Regions from separate parts of the Sus scrofa genome. Here region 1 is linked to region 2. The links are chromatin contacts, called in public Hi-C maps. All regions are on one chromosome and are shown on one strand. Each heading gives the region's core, a stretch centred on a gene start, on an enhancer-like site or on the middle of the called end of the contact. The rest is flanking DNA. Distances are from core to core; before and after follow the strand shown. Region 1 overlaps GPD1L (glycerol-3-phosphate dehydrogenase 1-like protein). Region 2 has its middle 44 kb from the start of GPD1L.

Region 1 (2,700 bases), core at 45-2,544, 75 kb after region 2:
AGCATCTCAGATACCTCTGAGAAACCGCTCCAAAGGCCTGTCAGTGACAAAGAATGTCAGTATGTATGTGATTTTGGTGAAGGGAGAAGGGTACATGCAATCAAACACACATTTCATAGAAGTTCGCTGCTAAATCTCCCATGAAGGTTACTACTAGTCACAAAGAGCAGGTGTCACCATGAAAGATTTTCTAGATACGAAGAGGTATGGATTTTATGGATGATATGGATAAGGATTTTCTAGATACGATATGCTTTTCTATATATGAGGAGATGCAAGAATTGGGCTCATGCAATCTTCTCTTGAAAATATCTTAACTATATGAAGACCTGTTCTGCCAGTTTTCTCAGTGTGCCATAACCTGAGCACTTTTCAGGGGGTGTTGAGGGTCAGCAGCTGCAGTGGCTCATGATTCAATCCATGTAGAGGCAGACGGCAAGTGCCAGTCTCCTGCTCACATCTGGAGAACACAAAACAGCCACTTAAAATAATGTAGAAAATGGGAGTTCCCTTGTGGCTCGGCAGGTTAAGGGTCCAGCATTGTCACTGCTGTGGTGAAGGTGTGATCCGTGGCCTGGGAACTTCGACATGCCTCGGGTGCAGCCAAAAATAAAAATAAAAAATGTAGGAAGCATATGATGTCACTGAAAATTATTCTTGCCGTAAGTGAGGGAAAGCAGATTATGAAACCACATCCACGTTATGATCTCAATTTTGCAAAAAACTGTATTATGTATTCCTCTTCCAGTAAGTTAAAGATGTATGCCAAATTGTTAATGATGATCTGGGGTGGAATTACAGACTATTTTAATTTTCTCTTTCTAGTTCTCTGACTTCTAAATTTCCTATCAGGAACATATGTTACTTTTGTAATAAGAAGAAAGTCATTTTGAACTGTGTTAGATATGAAAATTAGGCCGAAAGGCTGTTATTAATTTCCTTTTCTCTAACCTTTGAATAGGCAGCAAGGTCATGGAGAATGGCCTTCTCTTCAAAGAACTTCTGCAGACTCCGAATTTTCGAATTACGGTGGTGGATGATGCAGACACCGTTGAACTTTGTGGTGCTCTGAAGGTAAAGCAGCCCTATTATTTCTGCCCCCGCCATTGGCGTTATTGCAACCAGTCCCCAAGCAGCGCTCTGTGTTCTGTGGGTGTTCTTGGAGCAGAACAGTGAATTGGCAGCCTTGTTTATCACTTCCTGCTTCGCCCCAGCCTTTCCTGGACAGTGATATTTCCTCTCAATTTGCGGTTTGCTTTTATTTGTAAATCTGGGAGGCACTGTGGTGTTTTGTTGTTGGGGAAACTGACCACATTAACATTTGGAAAGCAAGGGGTGGACTTTGATCTTGGAATCTCCCCTGGCAGGGAGTCTTCTATTAATTGATACCTTTTCACCTTACACATTATCTTGAACTTGGAGGAGGAACTTGGTCACTGTGAATGTGCCACTGATGGGTTTGATAATGTGGCTGGCTCTTTTTAAAGGAAAAAAAGCAGTCTGCTGAGACAGGTTTTTCTAAGAATAGCTTTATCTAAAAAAGGAAAAGGTCAGATTAAAGAAGCAGCTTCTATTGGCTAGTGGCTTGGGCGGGTCAAGGGGAGTTTCTGCCCTTGGACTTGGGCTCCTGAGATATTCCCTTCTGCCTTTCAAAGTTTTAAAAGGGGTACATAGAAGGGAGTTCCCTGGTGGTCTGGTGATTAGGACTCAGCGCTTTCACTGCTTGTGGCCCGGGTTCAATCCCCGGTCTGCTGGGAACCGAGATCCCTGTAAGCTGCTGTACACTGAGGCCAAGAAGAAAAAAAAAAAACACAAACTCGTGGTTGCCGTATGGTCCCTGTATCCTGACTACAGGAAAGAGCCAGCAGGGAACTGGACTTCAACTTGTGATCCTTCTCCCCTTGGAATCAGAGCTGTCTTACTGCCATCTCAAAGGGGGGGGGGGGGCGGAGGCGGGGAATAAAAAGCCTCAATGTGAACGAATAACCCTTTTGAGTCATTTCTTTTGTAGCAGCAACTGCTTTTCAGGAACTTGAGTGCCTAGGGAAGGAAATTAAGTAATCTGGCATTTGCCTCACTTTGTCGGGTGGAAATTGCAAAGATTAGAAAAATGCAGGGAGACCAGCCCAGAGAGTGTCTTCCCACTCTTCAAACAGTACATCTTTTTTTCTAGTCAGAATTCAAAACCACCTTCTAGAATTAATATCACTTGGACTCCCAGGCAGCCTGCGTCCATCTTTCTGAGTGCTTAGGGGGTAATCTCACATTGCACTCAGCCTGTTATATGGCTAAGATGCTGGCTTTGGCTGCATTGTTTATTTTTGTTGGTTGAGATTTTTATGGGTTTTTAATAGTCCTTCATTAAACTAATGACCACTCACCAGCAGAGGCACCATGAAGGCCTAATTGCTCAGCAAGGTCTGGGTGCTCCAAAGCTGTTTTAAAGTTTGGTGGTGGGTGGAGATGCTGTGAGACCCTGCCCAGAGCAAAGGTGCTGGGGGAGAAGAAAGCTGCTAAATGGAGGGCTCTGGAGAAGCTTCTATTAATGGGACCACATGCTGGTCTTGTGTCTGAACTTAGCCTAGCTTTTCATTTCTGTTGGCAGGAAGCCTACCAGTGGATTTGTGCTGCTAGCATGACAGAGTGGTTTTGTTGGGGGTGGGGGGGAGCGGCAAATGGGGGTTGAGGACCATTTATTAT
Region 2 (2,700 bases), core at 134-2,633:
TGCCTGTGCTCAGGAGGAGTTTTGATCTGTAATTTTCTATTCTTATGATATATTTGTCTGGCTTTGGTATCAGGGGAATGCTACCCTCACGAGTGGGGGTTCTTTGTTACTGTGGCCTAACCTACCCTAGCCTAACTGATACGGTTCCTGAAAAAATATGATGCAGTTCTGTACTTATAATCTCCAAGATACAGTGTTAGGTGGTAAATGAATGTTGCAGACTCTATGGTATATGGTGTGCTATCATTTGTATAGGGAAAACCTAATCTATAAACCCATATATATGCATAGCATTTCTCTGGAAGAACGCATAAGGAACTGAAAATAAGGCTACCTCTGTGAAGGAAAAGTGAGCCACTGGAGTAGTAGGAAGAAGACTTTTTTTTTCCTTTTTATCCTCTCTTACCTTTTGAAATTTGTAACATGTACAGGTACACCTATATACACATACCACTTTTATAAAAATATTTATATTATAAGGAAGCATAGCCGCAGATGAGGGTCACAGAAATAAGTTTTGGAAAGAAATGCTGGAGTAGGGCATTGGGCATTGTTCCTAGTTACATGGCCTCCAAACTTAACTCCTTGGCCCTCACTAAGCTTCTGTAAGAACCTTAATGTTGTTTGCTTTTTTTTTTTTTTTAATTTTAGGGCCACACCCACAGCATATAGAGGTTTTCAGGCTAGGGGTCGAATCAGAGCTGTAGCTACCGGCCTACACAACAGCCACAGCAACGCAGGATCCAAGCTGTGACTGCGACCTACACTACAGCTCACGGCAACACCAGATCCTTAACCCACTAAGCAAGGCTGGGGTTCGAACCTGCATCCTCATGGATGCTAGTCAGATTCGTTAACCGCTGAGCCGCAATGGGAACTCTGAGAACCTTAATGTTGTTTAAGGAGTTCCTTTTCTGCTTCATACAACTTCAACTAAGAATCTAGATTGATGTGATTACAGGGATGCCTAAAGGGACAGCCAAAGGAACTACATGCGTCTAAAAGGTTCCTTAGTGGAGCTCCCTGGTGGCTTAGTAGGTTAAGAGGCTGTCATTGTCACTGCTGTGGTGTGGGTTTGATCCCTGGCCTGGGAACTTCCATATGCTATGTACGCAGCCAAAAAAACAAAAATAAGAATAAAGCCCTGTAGTGACTATAAAGCAGGGTGGTTCCTACCACACACGGCAATGGTCATGGGAGAAAACTCTCTATCAGTTAATATCTGCATTACCTTTTGCCTAGTGAGCAAAGGTTGTTCTTGGGAAATGCTCGGCAATGCTAACCTTCTTTTCATTTCAAAACAGGGGCCTGCACAGCTGTGCTTTGCAGATGGTGAACAGCTTCCGCTATTTTTAGCCAAGACAGCTCTAAGCTGAGGAAGCATGCACAGGACCAAAATTCCCCCGAGCCCGCTTCACTTCCTCAGTAACACCCTCAATTCTGGGCCAGAGATGCCGCATTGCATCCACAGATCTGCATCAGCCCCCAGAAAAGCTATGTTCTTGCCTAGAGAGAAACAGCTCTGGAGTTCTAGGACACTAGATTCAGTGAGAATAGCCATGGCCAGCTGAGGGGTCGCTGATTTATGAAAAGATACGTAATGAACACCCTGCGTTGTCTACAATTATGTACGAAAATTATCAAATACAGATTGAAAGACACAGACCAAACTCATCAGGCTGGCTGAAGTCAGAGCACAGAGCCGGAGGGAAGTGGGGGTGGTGTCGTAATGAAAAGGGATTCCAGCTTCACCTGCAATGTTTCATATTCATTAATGAGAAGACTGGATGCAAATCAGACAAAATTAACCTAAATTTTTTTTTGGCTGCACTCTTGGCATGCAGCTTTATCGTCTCTAATGATCTGTACCTTGGTTGCGGAAGGTTCCTTCCATATTTTACCTGTGTTTCTCCTGCCCCACACATCACCAAAGAGTCTAGCAGTCCCTTTAAAAATCTTCTGACAAAAAAGAAGAAAAAATAAAATAAAATGAGTTCTGGAGTTTCCATTGTGGCACAGTGGAAAAAATTTGACTAGGAACCATGAGGTTGCGGGTTTGATCTCTGGCCTTGCTCAGTGGGTTAAGGATCTGGTGTTGCCATGAGTTGTGGTGTAGATCGCAGACTTGGCTCAAATCTGATGTTGCTGTGGCTGTGGTGTAGGCTGGCAGCTGTAGCTCCGACTGGACGCCTAGCCTGGGAACCTCCATGTGCCATGGGTGTGGCCCTAAAAAGAAGAAAAAAAAAAAAGAGTTCCTGCTGTGGCACAGTGGGATTGGCAATGTCTCTGTAGTGCTGGGACGGAAGTTTGATCCCAACCCAGCACAGTGGATCTGGCATCACCAGGGCTGTGGCCTAGGTTGTATCTGAGGCTTGGATCTGAACCCTGGCCCCTCGCCCTTGGCCCCTGGCCCGGGAAATCCAGATGCCATGGAGTAGCCAAAAAAGAAGGAAAAAAAAAATCTTTTGGGGGAACTCCCTGGTGGCTAGGTAGGATAAGGATCCAGCATTGATACTGCTGTGCTACTGGTTTGATCCCTGGCCTGGGAATTTTCTAACACCATGGGTGTGGCCCCCCCAAAAAAGATCTTTTGACTGACTGCCAAATTCTAAATGCCTCTTCCTCCCTTCCTTCCTCTCTTCCTACCTTTCATCCTTCTTCCCTCAATCCTTCCTTCCTTGGAGCTGGAGAACTCTGCTT

The links. Hi-C and Micro-C count contacts between places; a contact is called where the count stands out from the background.
Region 1: a contact with region 2 is called in a Hi-C map of alveolar macrophages, with 5 times the contacts expected there. The contact joins two enhancer-like sites. A contact is called at or near these places in 1 of 5 promoter capture datasets (liver), 23 of 47 Hi-C or Micro-C datasets (alveolar macrophages, blood, embryonic fibroblasts and 11 more) and 2 of 2 datasets of contacts at active chromatin or transcription factors (alveolar macrophages and skeletal muscle).

What each region holds. Positions count from the first base shown.
Region 1 is chr13:18,156,182-18,158,881 of Sscrofa11.1, forward strand. GPD1L (glycerol-3-phosphate dehydrogenase 1-like protein) reads left to right here. Exons shown (of 8, transcript XM_003483139.4): 5 at 962-1,074. Among named protein-coding and RNA genes, the nearest start is that of GPD1L, 31 kb to the left of the region's middle. Within about 2 kb of position 1,295, at least 19 of the 83 cell types and tissues checked have an H3K27ac peak or open chromatin away from gene starts, as enhancers often do. A contact at or near this core is called in alveolar macrophages and liver, where this site is marked.
Region 2 is chr13:18,081,503-18,084,202 of Sscrofa11.1, forward strand. No RefSeq gene overlaps it. Among named protein-coding and RNA genes, the nearest start is that of GPD1L, 44 kb to the right of the region's middle. Within about 2 kb of position 1,384, at least 13 of the 83 cell types and tissues checked have an H3K27ac peak or open chromatin away from gene starts, as enhancers often do. A contact at or near this core is called in alveolar macrophages and liver, where this site is marked.